Linked DNA regions of Columba livia: region 2 is linked to region 1. Evidence: chromatin contacts called from public Hi-C data. All regions are on one chromosome and are shown on one strand. Each heading gives the region's core, a stretch centred on a gene start, on an enhancer-like site or on the middle of the called end of the contact. The rest is flanking DNA. Distances are from core to core; before and after follow the strand shown.

Evidence for each region. A called contact is a pair of places that touch in the nucleus more often than the background predicts.
Region 2: a Hi-C map of liver shows a contact between it and region 1, with 2.9 times the contacts expected there. The contact joins the promoter of EVI5 here to the enhancer-like site in region 1. A contact is called at or near these places in 2 of 2 Hi-C or Micro-C datasets (crop and liver).

What each region holds. Positions count from the first base shown.
Region 1 is chr8:24,379,810-24,386,496 of bColLiv1.pat.W.v2, forward strand. TMED5 (transmembrane p24 trafficking protein 5) reads left to right here. Exons shown (of 4, transcript XM_065071162.1): 4 at 700-3,722. The coding sequence ends at 918. Among named protein-coding and RNA genes, the nearest start is that of TMED5, 8.5 kb to the left of the region's middle. Within about 2 kb of position 3,057, at least 2 of the 3 cell types and tissues checked have an H3K27ac peak away from gene starts, as active enhancers do.
Region 2 is chr8:24,426,800-24,433,486 of bColLiv1.pat.W.v2, forward strand. EVI5 (ecotropic viral integration site 5) reads left to right here and starts at 2,958. Exons shown (of 23, transcript XM_065071130.1): 1 at 2,958-3,295. The coding sequence starts at 3,242. It overlaps MTF2 (metal response element binding transcription factor 2), which reads right to left and starts at 2,849. Exons shown (of 16, transcript XM_065071156.1): 1 at 2,688-2,849.

The DNA of each region.
Region 1 (6,687 bases), core at 1,807-4,306:
GAAATTCTGTCAAAGGTGAAGCGGCAGTTGATAGCCGCCACAGTGAAAGCATAAAACAAGACAGAAATATAAGATTATTGTTCTAATTTTCTTTTGCTACAGCTAGAGTCCTCATGGTAGTTTGCATTAAAAAGTGCCTTCATTTGATTATCCAGCAGGAAAAAATATCCTACATTTGCCTGCAGCTCTGTACCTTGCTTAGAGACTCCTTCTGTAGAGATCACTGCTTTTTACTTGTGTGAATACCTGGAATCACAATTCCAAGATACATGGCATATTAAAACAAACAAACAAACCCAAACTATTTTAGGTTTAATTTCTGTTTCACTTCCCTAGTCTGCTAAAGGGAAAAAACAAATTGCAGGGTGTTTCAAAAAGATGGACCCAATTTCAAAGCCGTGTGGTTTCAAATTTGGTCCATCTTTTTGAAACACGCCATACTATAGAACCTTAATCCTATGTTCATTAAGCCTTTTTAGGTGACATACAATACACAAGCTGGACAAGTTAATGAAAATTCTATGACGAGGTGTATATTTTAAAGTGAAATTAACTGTCCATTTGGCAAGAACTTAGATTACAGGTCATAACACAGTATTAATATTTTATGTGTTGCAAGCTATACATTTAATTAAATGTTTTTTGTTTTGTTTTGTTTTGTTTTTTTCCTTCTACAAATATTCTTTTGTTACTTATCAGGAATCCATCAACAGTGTCAAAGCCAGATTAAGCAAAAGTGTCCAGATACAGACCCTGCTGAGAGCATTTGAAGCTCGTGATCGAAATATCCAAGAAAGCAACTTCGACCGAGTGAATTTCTGGTCCATGGTCAACCTGGGAGTAATGGTGGTGGTATCAGCGGTTCAGGTTTACATGCTGAAAAGTCTCTTTGAAGAGAAGAGGAAAAGTAGAACTTAACATTTGGTATGACCATAATATAATGGGAGAGGGGAAGCAATAAACTACCACAGTAAAGAAAAAAAATGAAAACATGACCTTTCAGATTGTTTTGAACAGGCAGTAGACATCAGGTTTTCAATTCATGGTGGGCTTTTTAGTTATTTTGGGGGTTTTCTTAACATGAACAGAAGGACTTGCCCCCAAGCTCTTCCATTTTTGCAAGTGCTACTAACTGTTTTTTTGTACTTGTAGCATTTGTTAATGACTAACTTCTGCAAAGTGCACAGGATGCTTGGTGCATATGCAAGGTAATGTTAATACCGCCTTTTTTTCATGTTCACATAAGACTTCAAATGGTAACTTAGACATTGGTTTATTTGTTAAACATTGAGTGAATTGGCATATGTGCCTAAGTGTTTACAGGGGTGGTCTGTAGTTACTGTCATTTATCCTCAAAGTTACATGATCTTAAAAATCCTCAGCTTTTGTTGTATGGCATCATGGAGAAACACTGGGCTAACATGTAAGAACAAAATGACAACTCTCTTTATATATGGATGACTAACATTAGCACTTTAAATAAGCACAGTCAATGTGATAGAGTCAGCGTTGAAAAGAATTGGAGAAAATAGGTGCAATTCCTGTTCATAAATCTTTCTGTCCTGTAGTTGAACAGCCCTATTTTCCTTTTTGACTGTCACATGAGATTCAAGAGACAGTGACCATATGATACACAAATGCACACAGACCTTGAATTATGCTTTGCAAACTTTTAGTTACTGTAACCTCATGTAATAGATAATTTTCCAATAACTGATTTCCATATTATTCTTTCCCTTTCTTAAAGGGGGGGTGTCACAGTATGTGAAAACATTATCAGCACATTAATTTTTGTAAGCTCAAAATCCCTCTTATTTGCCAACTTATTTTTTGTTTTTGTCTACTACATCAATGACTAACGTAGCAGTTAATAGGGTGACTTACACAGGCATGAAAAACCAAAGCTGTTCACCTAAACTTTCCCTTTTTGCTGTCCCTCGTAAGTCTTTGAGCTGTGCAAGTACAGTGCAGTATTTTCCTGTCTGGCTCTTTATATGAGTAAGGCATGAATTACATGAACAATAAATACAAGCTTCAAATTTTAAGCTCAACTGAGTATGTAATATCACTTAACTAAGCAAAGCTTATCCTCAGATCAGCAATTTGTGATTTCTAGACAAAGTGGCTTTTAAGAGTGTAGTGAGGCTATTTTTGCCAAGAGAACTTTTGCCAAAACCCCAGTGTGCAAGAATTAACTTTTTTTACTAGTTCAAAGTTAGTCATTTTTACAATGTGCCAAGTCACTGACATTTCCTGTATAAATGTGTTAAACTACATTTTGTCACATTACAAAAAAAAAAATACTTGCTTTAAAAAAAAAACCACACTTTTTTTAAAAAAAGTATATGTATTAGTGTTCTGCCAGTCATTGGGTCATCTGGGTATGAACAGCAGAATTACAGCTTTGAGACTTTCTGTGATTAAAAATGATTTTTCGGAGATAAAACAGGGTCAATAGCTGCATGAAGAAACACTTTGTTCAAGTGAAGCAGATGCTAGCAAGTGCTACAGTACATAGCAACAGCACTTCAGCTTTAACTTCAGACAATGGGACATAGCAATAATATTTCTAAATAGTTTTTATAAGCGGAAGTGTTATTCCTCACAGAATTTGTTAAAGAGGGCTCTGAATGCTCAAAGGCAGTTGAGCTACCTTTTTTTTTTTTCTCTTCAGCAAAGCTTTGTCCAAAGTAAGATTGTTTCTCTTTACGGTTCTGGGTATTTTTCCACATGCTGCTTTCAATACTGAAATGCCTGGAACTAGAAAGCTTATGTCTGTGATCAGGACAAGTCTAGGAAAAGTCAATTCTTCCTGCTAGAGCGGCAAATAATATTTTTCTGCCATTTCCCTGGACATCTCCCAGTACCAATATACCACATATCTACATGAGGGCAATAAGCCAAAGCTTACCGAAGTCTACTTGCAAGGTTTTGATCAGGTTCCTTCAGGACAGGCAAATAAGATTCTTAGGGCTGCGCCCTATTCGCTAGAAGAAAGAGGAGAGCGATCTTCCCTTGCACCACCATGAGCGTGATGCCACAAACCATCTGCAAAATGCTGAACCAGCTCTGTGAAGCTGCCACTAAGACATCTACCTCTCACAGCAAAGCAACTAGATTGCAGCTTAGACCTCCAGTAGGTGAGCTCTGCCAAGTCTTGCAAGGGCACCTCAGGGGATTCGGTTCCCCAGCTGCTCTGCTGGCCCCCTGACTGCGGTTATAAATCCGGTGGCGAAACAGCCTGGGGTATTAGCTTAAGCTGCTAATGAATGCAGACTTCTGATCAAAGACACAAGACTGAACTGCAGCGGTTTCTCGGATTACACATAGCAGGCTCTGCTAGAAGCAAAATAACAAAACAATTGGCAGCGGAGTTCATCTGGAAGAAATTATTATTTTGCAACCAAGAGCTCTGTATTTTCTCCCCATTCAAGGTTCTTTACAGAAAATGAAATGGAATAACTAGAAGGCTAACTGTGCTTTGACTTTGGCAGCTGGAATATGTTTATAAAAGGTGAACAATTTGGCATTTCAACTTGCAGTTAAATAAAATTACATTAGGATTTTGAAGAGTAGATTGTTTTTGATTGTATAAAATTTACAGAGGAGAATATACTTTTTTCTTAATGGACTTTTTATTCAAAATTGAATGTTTTAAGACTTGCAGGTGTTGAATAAAATTATGCAAAACTGAAATTTTCAATAAATAAAGTTCAAACCTGTGTTTGTGTTTATTTTATAACAAAGGAAGAATGTTTTGTCTATGAATGCTGCAAAAGATCAAGGATACTAAGCTAACACACACTTATAGTAATGCAGCTTTTAAATTTCTTCCTCACGCAGCATTCAAATCCTGTTCTTACTGTAACCCAAAAATCAACTTTATCAGTGCAAATAACTGAAGATTTACATAGGTGTCAGATCAGAATGACACCAACCTCCAATCTTTGTAACAGAAAATACACTTAGTTTTGCAGTTACCAGATGCATGGCAGGTACAAACCTTACTTTTTCCCCCCAATATTTGCACCTTAATACTTCTATTCCATATGGCACCTGCAGCTTATTAAGCAGAACAGCATAGCTCCCAGTTAGGCAGACCATAAGATTAGGAACAGTTCCAGAAGGGATAGCAGGTACTGTCTTGAACAGAATTATTGTGGCGGTCAATAATATTACTGAGACTTGTAGAGTTCTGCATTCAAAACAAGAGACAGTAAGACTCTCAGGCCAGCCTAAATCAAGATAGTTTGGTATTCAATCAGCACCTGTAACTTTGGGAAACTGTTTGTCTAGGTGAGTGTTACTTGTTAGTAACTAAAAGTCCAAAGTTTCTCACCTCAAAAAAACCACAAAAGTAAAGTATCCCAAGGAACAGATTAAGGGAATTTGTAAACTTGTCATACCACAGAAGGACAGCAGCAAGTAATGACTGAGCTCCAAAAACACTTCACTGCTCTAACCCAGTGGGCATCTGTCCTCACAAACTCTTTCTAGAAAGGATTTTACAGAAGTTACTTTATCCGCTGATGTTTGCTGCTGAAAAATAAATTTGTAAAACTCTTCTCATAGTTTCATGCGACTTACGTACCACTGTTAGTTGGAAATGCACAAACATGTATACAAGTTAGAATAACATATCAAGACCATCTGTTGACCTGTTGAATGCTTCCAGTAATTCTTACATTTTTCTCCTCTAAAGAAGCAATTTCACAATGTATTTTCATTTCTGATTTGGTATAGCAAACACATTAAAAACATAGGGAAAAACAGAAGGAAAACAGGAAACTAGTATCACAGAATATCAAACTCTAGCAATTAAGAATGCTGTTACTATGATTACTAATATGTAATAATTTCACGTTCTTCTTAAGAGAATATGGAAGATCCTGAGACTGAAAGCTCAGAAGTTTGGAGCAGTTTTTCCAGCTTTATCGACTAATGCACATGACAAATCCAAGCTTGTTTACCATTTCATCAGACTTCTGAGAAACCTGGGCTGGCCCGGAAGCCTGCAAACTACATTGTTCCAATAATGAAACAGGAACTTCCTTCTTGTACTGTGTATGAAGTAGATAAAATAAAATACTAAGGTACAATGTTATGCTGCCAGATTGTGTAATTAATGGTAGAAGAAACAGTGGATTGACTTGAAAAGGTACACATGCAGTGAAAACTCTCCAAAGCCATTTTGGACAGACATCAGAAACACCTGCAGAAGTTCCCTTTCTTGGTCCCTCAACCGTGACAGGAGACACCATCTGCCTTACCTTCTACAGACACCACACCACAGGCACCTCGGACTGGCCCGAGCCCACGGCAGCACCTCCCGTGCCCGCGGAGCAGCACTGCCTGTTCACTCAGCTCCTTTGGCGGGTTGCAGCACCATCCCAGGAGTACAGGACCACGTGGTACGGCGGCACCACTACATTAAAAATCTTACTCCATCAGCCACAGCAGTTACAGTTTTTTCCCTTTCCTGAGTATTTTTAAAATAAATACTTATGTGGCAATCTGTCCTAAGACTCATTATCCCCAACAGTTACTTAAGGCAGCCTGGGACCAAGTAGATTGAGCTATATCTGATGCCTTTAAAAACTAACAGTTCCTGTGCCTTCCCTACAAGAACAATTCTCTTTGAGATTGTTTAATGTCAAAACTTACCAACTTTTGGCACAGGCAGGAAACATGCAGCTTTAGTTACTGCTGAGAAATGGCTTATGTTAACCCCTTCCTTTCCCATGCTTTCTCCTTGCTGCAGTAATACCCTACCACAGGAACTCACTATTTGGACAGGAGGAATGCCACCACAGACGGGAGAAAGCACCACATTCATAAATTCTTGCAGAGCAAATCAAAAGCTATATGCCTTATTTTATGATTTTGTTTTCAAAACCAACAGTTTACTTTGGGTACCTGTTGATTTTTGTCACAGATAAAGACAAATAAAATGGTAAAAAAAAAATAAAATAAAATAGTAAACACACCTAGACTGCTGAACTTTCACCAGAAGCACCTGAACAGCATCATCTTCTCTCATGCTTTCAATTGCTATAGTTAAGGACAGTTAATGAGATTTGGAACTGACCCAGCTCAGAAGTCCCTTTCTTCCCTTAGAGCATGACGAGTTTCTAGAAACAAGATATCCTCCTTCATTCTCCATCTGCTACCTGCCAAATTGGAACACAGGTGTTTAAGGAAGGGATAGAGCTGCCAAGAAGAGTTCTAAAAGCACGTATTTGTAGTCTGTATCTTTGACATTATGTTAAAGGACCTGACATTAACCATTTGATTAAGGACATTTTTCTATTATGCTGGAGGATTTCAGGGAGTGGTAAATATCAAAGTCTTAAGTTGAAAGATACATAAGACAGTCCATACCAAAAGCTTCTGTCAATTCCAGCAATCCCAGTTCCAAACAGTTACTGAGAAGACTCTTGATCACATTCTCTGGACAGGAAGAAGGCAGACCCAGACCCCAGAAGTGATGCTGCCTCTCCTGACACCATTCTTCCCCGTCACTGCTCTCCCACAAGCTGGCACCACAAGACGGGGAAGAAGTTGTTGGCTCAGGGGCCAAGCGGCTGAACAAGCAGGAGTTCTAAAGCTTCAGCACTTACCTCTGAACGACTGGGATGCAGGTAAGCACCTAGCATACCTTCGCTCATTACCACAGAAGAAAATGCA
Region 2 (6,687 bases), core at 1,708-4,207, 47 kb after region 1:
CACCTTGCTAGCTGGGTAATAAGAAAAGAGAGAAACCCCTAATTTTTTTGGTAGACTTTATTTTAGGAAATGCAGGTGGTTTTATTTTAAATCATTGTCATGTGGTATACTATATAAATACATTTATTAAAGTTAATTACAAACCAAGGTGACTGGCAAATACTAAGGCCTTCCATTCCTAATGGTGCTGTAATACCTTAAAACTGTAGTACTGCCCAGGATCACAGAATATTTCCTAGGCATATCCAAAGAGTAAGAGCACTAATCCAGGAAGCCATGCTTGGCAGACTGAATATTGGTAAAGCTTCTGTGAAAAAGAGAAGCCTTGTGATTATTAACATTAGAAGCCTTGTGATTATTAACATTAGCAGTCTTGTGATTATTAACATTAGCCAGAGGCTCCCTGCATATAATAAGATGGTGGGGAAAGTATGTGAACCCTGAGGATTTCCCATGGAGTCTCTCATGATAGCATTTGAGTTAAATTGCTCTGTGGATGTAGCTGCTTCAAATAACTGTGTAAGCAGCAAGTTGAGGGCCATTGCAGTACGTTAATGTTCAGCTTTCGTTTATTGTTAAATCCTGTATTACTTGCTCAAGTAATACAGATTTTTCTTCGAAAGAAATTGGATTAAATTCTTTATTGTATTTATAAAGGTGCACATTATACTGAGTATCTTGAAGAATTCAGATTCTTCTCTGTAGTTTTACATTCTCATTAGTCTCATATTTTCATTCATTGTATATCCAGAATTCCTGGATGCTTCAGCACTTGTAACCACCCTTAGGTTTTTCTGAGTTATACTTAGTATGTACTAAGCTCCAAGTTGTCACAGAACTGAACGTGAGGTAAGAAAGTATTATAAAACCATATTTACCTTTTGACACCATCAGTGACAAACACTGTACTTGTATAATCAGCAGTTGATTTTTATCTAATACACAAATCATGCATCACTAGAATTAACAACACTCAATGTTGATATAGCTGGATAGAAAACTTAAATATTAACACGCAGCAATAAATCAGCATAACTTTTACTTCTTGGGCATTAAGAGACATCAAAGTTTTGGCACTGGCATACAAAAATGGATAACGTGTGAACTGCAGAATGGAAAGCTATGTGTGAATGGAAAAGCTGTACTCTAAATAACACATCAGTATGATTTATGTTCTACCTCTGCTGCTTTTCTGCATCTGCCCCTGGTCTTTAGAATATTCTTTTGGTTCTGCACACCCACTGAATGCCAAGTCAGTGCATGCTACACCTTTTCTGTTACTATTCTGGTTTATGTGGCCTAGGTTTTCATGGGAATTGCCTCTTCTGAGGCTTACCTGCGAATTCTCTGTTTAACAGGTATCTGTAAAAGGCTGAAATGACCTTCCATTTTAGCATTTAGCAAAACCTGGGCAAAAAGAGTGCTTCAAAATAACTAAATAGTTTGGTGCTGGAATAAAGCACCTGCTCTCACAGATGACAAAGATCTCATGTACTAAGTGAAAAATACATTCCCTAATGAACATATGCTAGGAACTCTTTGGATCCAGACATAACAGGAATGAAACATTTAGATCCCTGCCTGCCATATGGGAAACCCACATTTCACCATTACTCCCAGTCTGTCATTCCAAGGGTTGGCATAGAGCACTGGATGAAGTAATGACTTGAAATTATTCAGCAAAATGTTTAAATATTTGTTCTGTAGTCCCCTCTCACGTTGCCTTTCCGTTGCGTGCCCGTAATCTAGCTGAACTTGTGCAAACCACTGAACTGAAGAGGGAGGTGATGCAGAAAGCGCGGCCATCTGGGCCTGCCTGAATAGGAAGAGAAGAAAACAGCCTCACTGTGAGAGCCGCTGGCTGTATTGCAGCCAGGATTGCTTTTACAGGAGTGCCAAATCTTACTAATTTATTTTCAGATTCATCCTTCAGAGTGACTCTGGCAGTGATATTATTCAAAAAGCAGTTGCAGACTGTTCTTGAATCTTAAAGCACAAGCCTCTCTACATTCTGCAGAGTTTTAATACCTTGTGAGCACCTAACATTTGGTTTCCAGATACAGAACTTTCCTTACGAGTAAGCCCTGCCAAAAGAACTTCTTCTTACAGTAGTATTTTTGTGACCAGTCTGTTCATGAAAGCAGCCTTCTTTGGTAAGTATACTGAATGCCAAAAGCCATTACATGTTATGTTCATCTCCTCACTACCTTTATCTCTACACCATGGCATAATCTCTTTGCCCAAAGTCTCACTGCCAAAAAGCATCCTAACAGGAGACCTGGCTTTTGACTTTGACTCTGCTAAACACATTGCATTAAAGGAGGTCATGACCACATCATAAACACATGAAGACAGAGCAAAAAATCAAACTTGACATAAGAAAGGACAATTTTACTTGAAATGAAAAGTGTTCCCACTAATTTCAACTGGACTGGGACTTCTGGCAGTATGTGAAGCATTGATGATCCTGTGATGAAGGAAAAATTGATATTTTTTTTTTTCCCTGCTTTGTGAGACTGATGTTCCTAGTCTATGTTAATGAGGGCCCAGGCAAACGCTCCCTCTTTATTTTGGAGGAAGTACTCTTTTTTTAGACTGTAACAGGCCTTCAGCTGTTTTTAATACCCTGTCCAGTAAATGACAGGAGCCTGTTTGCAATCAATGAGACACGTTATTTATTTACTGACCTCTTCATAATTGTCCCCAGACAGGTTCCCAGAAGTTTCTGGCAGACATGAGCGCCGAGGTGAATTCGGAGGTGACTCTGGGCTGCACCAGCCCCGCTCCCGTCCCTCACGGGCAGAGGGCGGGAAAAGCGACCGAGACAGCCCCGACGGTTCGACGCCGCTGAGGGGAGGGGGCGGAGCCATGAGAGCCCCCGCCCCGTCGTGTTTGACAGGGCGGGGCGTCTCCTGGCTCCGCCCCCTCCCCCTCAGCCCTGCCTCGCTCCCTCAGAGCGGCTGCGACCCACCCCTTCAAGCAGCGGGTGGCGGAGCGGGCGGGTTCCTGCGTCCGCGGGGGCGGCAGCTGCCCGCGCGTTTTGCCCGCTGACAGCTGCTGTCGCCCGGTGCCCGCCCTCCCTCAGGCACCGGCGGCCGCCGCCGCGCTCGCTCTCTCTTCCCTCTCTGCCGCCGCCCGTGTGCCGTGCCAAGCCGGCGGCACGGCTGCAGCGGCAGGCGGGGAAGCGATCCTTCCTCGCTCCGCCTCCCATCGCCCCCCGCTGCGGGGATGTGTGATTGCCATGGCGAGGCGGCTCTTTCCGGGGGCCTGGCTCAGGAAACCCCACTACGCGCAGGTAGGCCGGCAGCGGGCCGTCCCCCGCGGCGGGCGAGCTAGGCAGGCCGGTGCCAGCACCCTTCCCTCCCCGCTCTCCCCCTCCGCAAAGTTACCTCAGGAGCGGGCGCCCCCCGCAGGGCTCGCCGCTTCTCCCGGCCGGGCGCGGGCGCCGTTCCCTCCCGCCGGCGCCTGGCGGCGGACGGGGCTCGGCTGCGCTGCTGCTCGGCGGCTTGGCGGGTCGCGGCACCGGGGATGGGGCACTTGCCGCGGCCGCCGAGCTCCTTGGCAGCGGGTCTTGGGGCACGGGAGCAGGTGTCGGGCAGCCCCGGGGACGCGGTGCTTGTTGCTGCCCACGCCGCCGGTCGGATCGGGCCTCTCTTGCCGCCCCTGGGGCGCAGCGAGCTCGGCGGAGCGGCCGGCAGGACCTGTTACGCGGAGCCCGCCCGCTGCCTCGGCCCGCGCGGGCTCGCAGGACTCGGTTGAGCAGCTGCACCCGGGTGCTGCCGGCCCGCAGGAGCCCTCGTGCTTTTCTCCACATGTCCCTCCTTACAGCCATCGCCAGTGCTGTGGGCATCCCTCCAGTCAGAGGGTGGACCAGAGCTGGCAGGAGCAGACTCGCCTTTTCACGTAACCTAAAAGAATTAACCTCGGGCACTTTTCGTTTGCCGTCCGGTAGTTAGTTGCTCCATGCGTTTGTTTGTGCGTTGGTAGGAACACTTCTGTATTTACATGTAGAGGTACATGTTTGTATTACTTAAGCGATGTGCGTGAGGATGTTTTGGTTGAAAGTACGGTGGCTGTCATGTAGCAGGAAGTTCCACTGTGAAATGCCAGTACATCATAACCTTATGGTACATGGAGGGTTATTCTCTAGGGTTCCTTTTTATCTGTTACATTATGTTTTAATTAAATTGTAACTAAAAAGGAGTATTTGTTGAGTTGGAAGAGATAAATATTTCATTTTATTATATATGCTATTTATATATTCATCATCTGTTGATATCTTATTAAATGCTTTGAGATTTTTGGGTTAAAAAATGTAAACTTAATCCTGATGCGTTTTAAGGTCTCAGATGTTTTAATTCCTCCTTGTCTGGAACTTTTCCAATCTTACTGTCTTTTTGGAAGTACCTGAAATGGGATGTGCACTTCTTAAGTGTATAATCTTACCCTCTTAAATATTTATTTTCTGGTATGTATCTGCAAACCTAGGTCAGTATCACTCGATTTTTAGACCAGAAAAGATTGCTCTTAAGCTATTCACTGAAGTAGACGCGTGTACAGCATTGGGATTACCATAGGAGAAAACCTCTGATACAAATTAAAGTGAATTCATGATCTATATGCTACCTTCCAAATTAGGATTCTCAGACTTGTCTGCATCCTTTGCATTGGTAGGTCTCTTACTGATCACTATATGGTGATGTCTGATAGCATTTTTTTCCATTCTTCTTCTCAACTTTTACTTGAAGGCCTTTAAAGCAAAACATGTTATTTTAAAATCTGCTGAGAAACAGGAGGACAGCAAGATCATTTATTAGAAAAGCCAAAGAAGTTAAATATTAGTTCCTATAGCAGATTAAAAACTATTTCTAACTATGCTTTCTTGTACTGGAAACTGCATTTAAGTATCCTACCAGATTTGGTGTAGGAGGTCCAATAGTGGCTTTGTGAACACTAACATATTTTTGTGTGTTAGGCAGTGAATCTGTGTTGATATTTGATGCATCTATAGAATGGTAGCAAGCTATCAATATATTGGCTTGTCACTGCATGTTGCTGTTGGTACGTGACAAATGTAGTTGTGGTTTAACTACAGGGTGTTTCAAATAAATTGACCCAGTTTGAAATCACTGTAGCTTTGAAATTGAGTCCATATTTTTGTAACACCCCTTATATGAATTGCTGAGTGCTTTATTGAGATTTGTCTCCAAATAAGCCAATGCTCTCTAAGTGCTAGACTTTAACTCACTGAAATGTAGCTACGAGCAGGATGGAAAGATTTGTGTCATATTGCTGTCCAGTATTTCAAGTAGCACAACAAGGGAAGACAGTTGTGCAGCGGAATGTATGCTGAGTGACTTCCAAATGTGTTGCAGACTTTTAGGAAACTTTGTTGTGAAGTGAGTTGATAGAACATCAAGGTTCTGCAAGACAGAACTTAATACCTGCTCTAGCTTTCCTGCTGTAGGAGGAGCAGGATGCTCTGCATTGGTTTGCAACTGGTACTCTATGGCAAATGTTCTATTATTTTACATGTTCTTTATGCAGAATGATAGATCCATGGGTAATCAGTTGATCTTTCTTGCTAAGAAGGATGTGCTGTCAAGTGTCAGCTCATGTAGAAGGAGCAGGGCGAACTCTTAGATATCTTACTTTAGCTAAAAACCTAGTGGTTAGGGACCCACAGAGACAATGTTGAAGTTTTTCCACAAAACAGTAACTCTGAAATACAATTTTTTCCCATTGCTTAGACTGCAAATCATATAACAATAGTAAACCAAATAAAATAACAAAACCCTCTCAAGCCTGACAAACTTTTGAACACTACTAAATGCCACAAAAAAATCTCTAGTTGTATTTATAAGAATTTACAGTTGGGTGAATAACACTGTCGGGATTTGATTTGTGTTTTACAAGGGGGGCTGTTGTTAGCAATTGCATTGTGAGGCTGAGGGCCAGCCGACAGGATCATATGTGACAATAATCATGTAAAGAACACCTGCATGCTTGGAAGCTTTGTGGCCTCTAGAGATTCTGGATCAAGTTTGCAGACTCTTTAGAGATGTCCCATTGACTTCAGTAATGTACAAGAGACTGTCTTTGAAGGGCAAAAGAATAAACAAATTTTAAAGCCCTGCATAACAGAAACTTCCCAAATCACGTCTTTCCTCTAAGATTTTAATACTTTTTTTTCCCCTTAATCTTTTAAGGGGAAACATCCTGTTTTCCATTTTAGTAATTATCTTATTTCAAACTGTATCTGCAACTCTGTTTACTCAGCTTGATTACTCAGGATACAAATAATTCAAGATACTAGCATAATCCTAAGCATGTGCTCTCTGCTCTTAAAAATGTGAATGTGTCCAGTACCTGGCATCCAAGACAATGTGGGATAATATTCAAGAACATCATGTCAGCATACATGAAATACATCCTATGAATCATAAACCAACCTGAATAAAGAACAAAACAGGGTCACTAACGTGATCAGCCAACAGTGTTTTTATCTGAGCAACTCTGATTTGGAGATTAGTGCACTGTGGTTATGTGGAATACTTTGCAGAATTAAGCTCTCTGTACTATTAAACAAAGAAACACTTTCATACTCTTTAACCGTAAAAATGTTTTAAATAATAAGTACGCTTACCAAAAACTGGCAAGTAATGTTGCATTTTGATCCACTGCTCT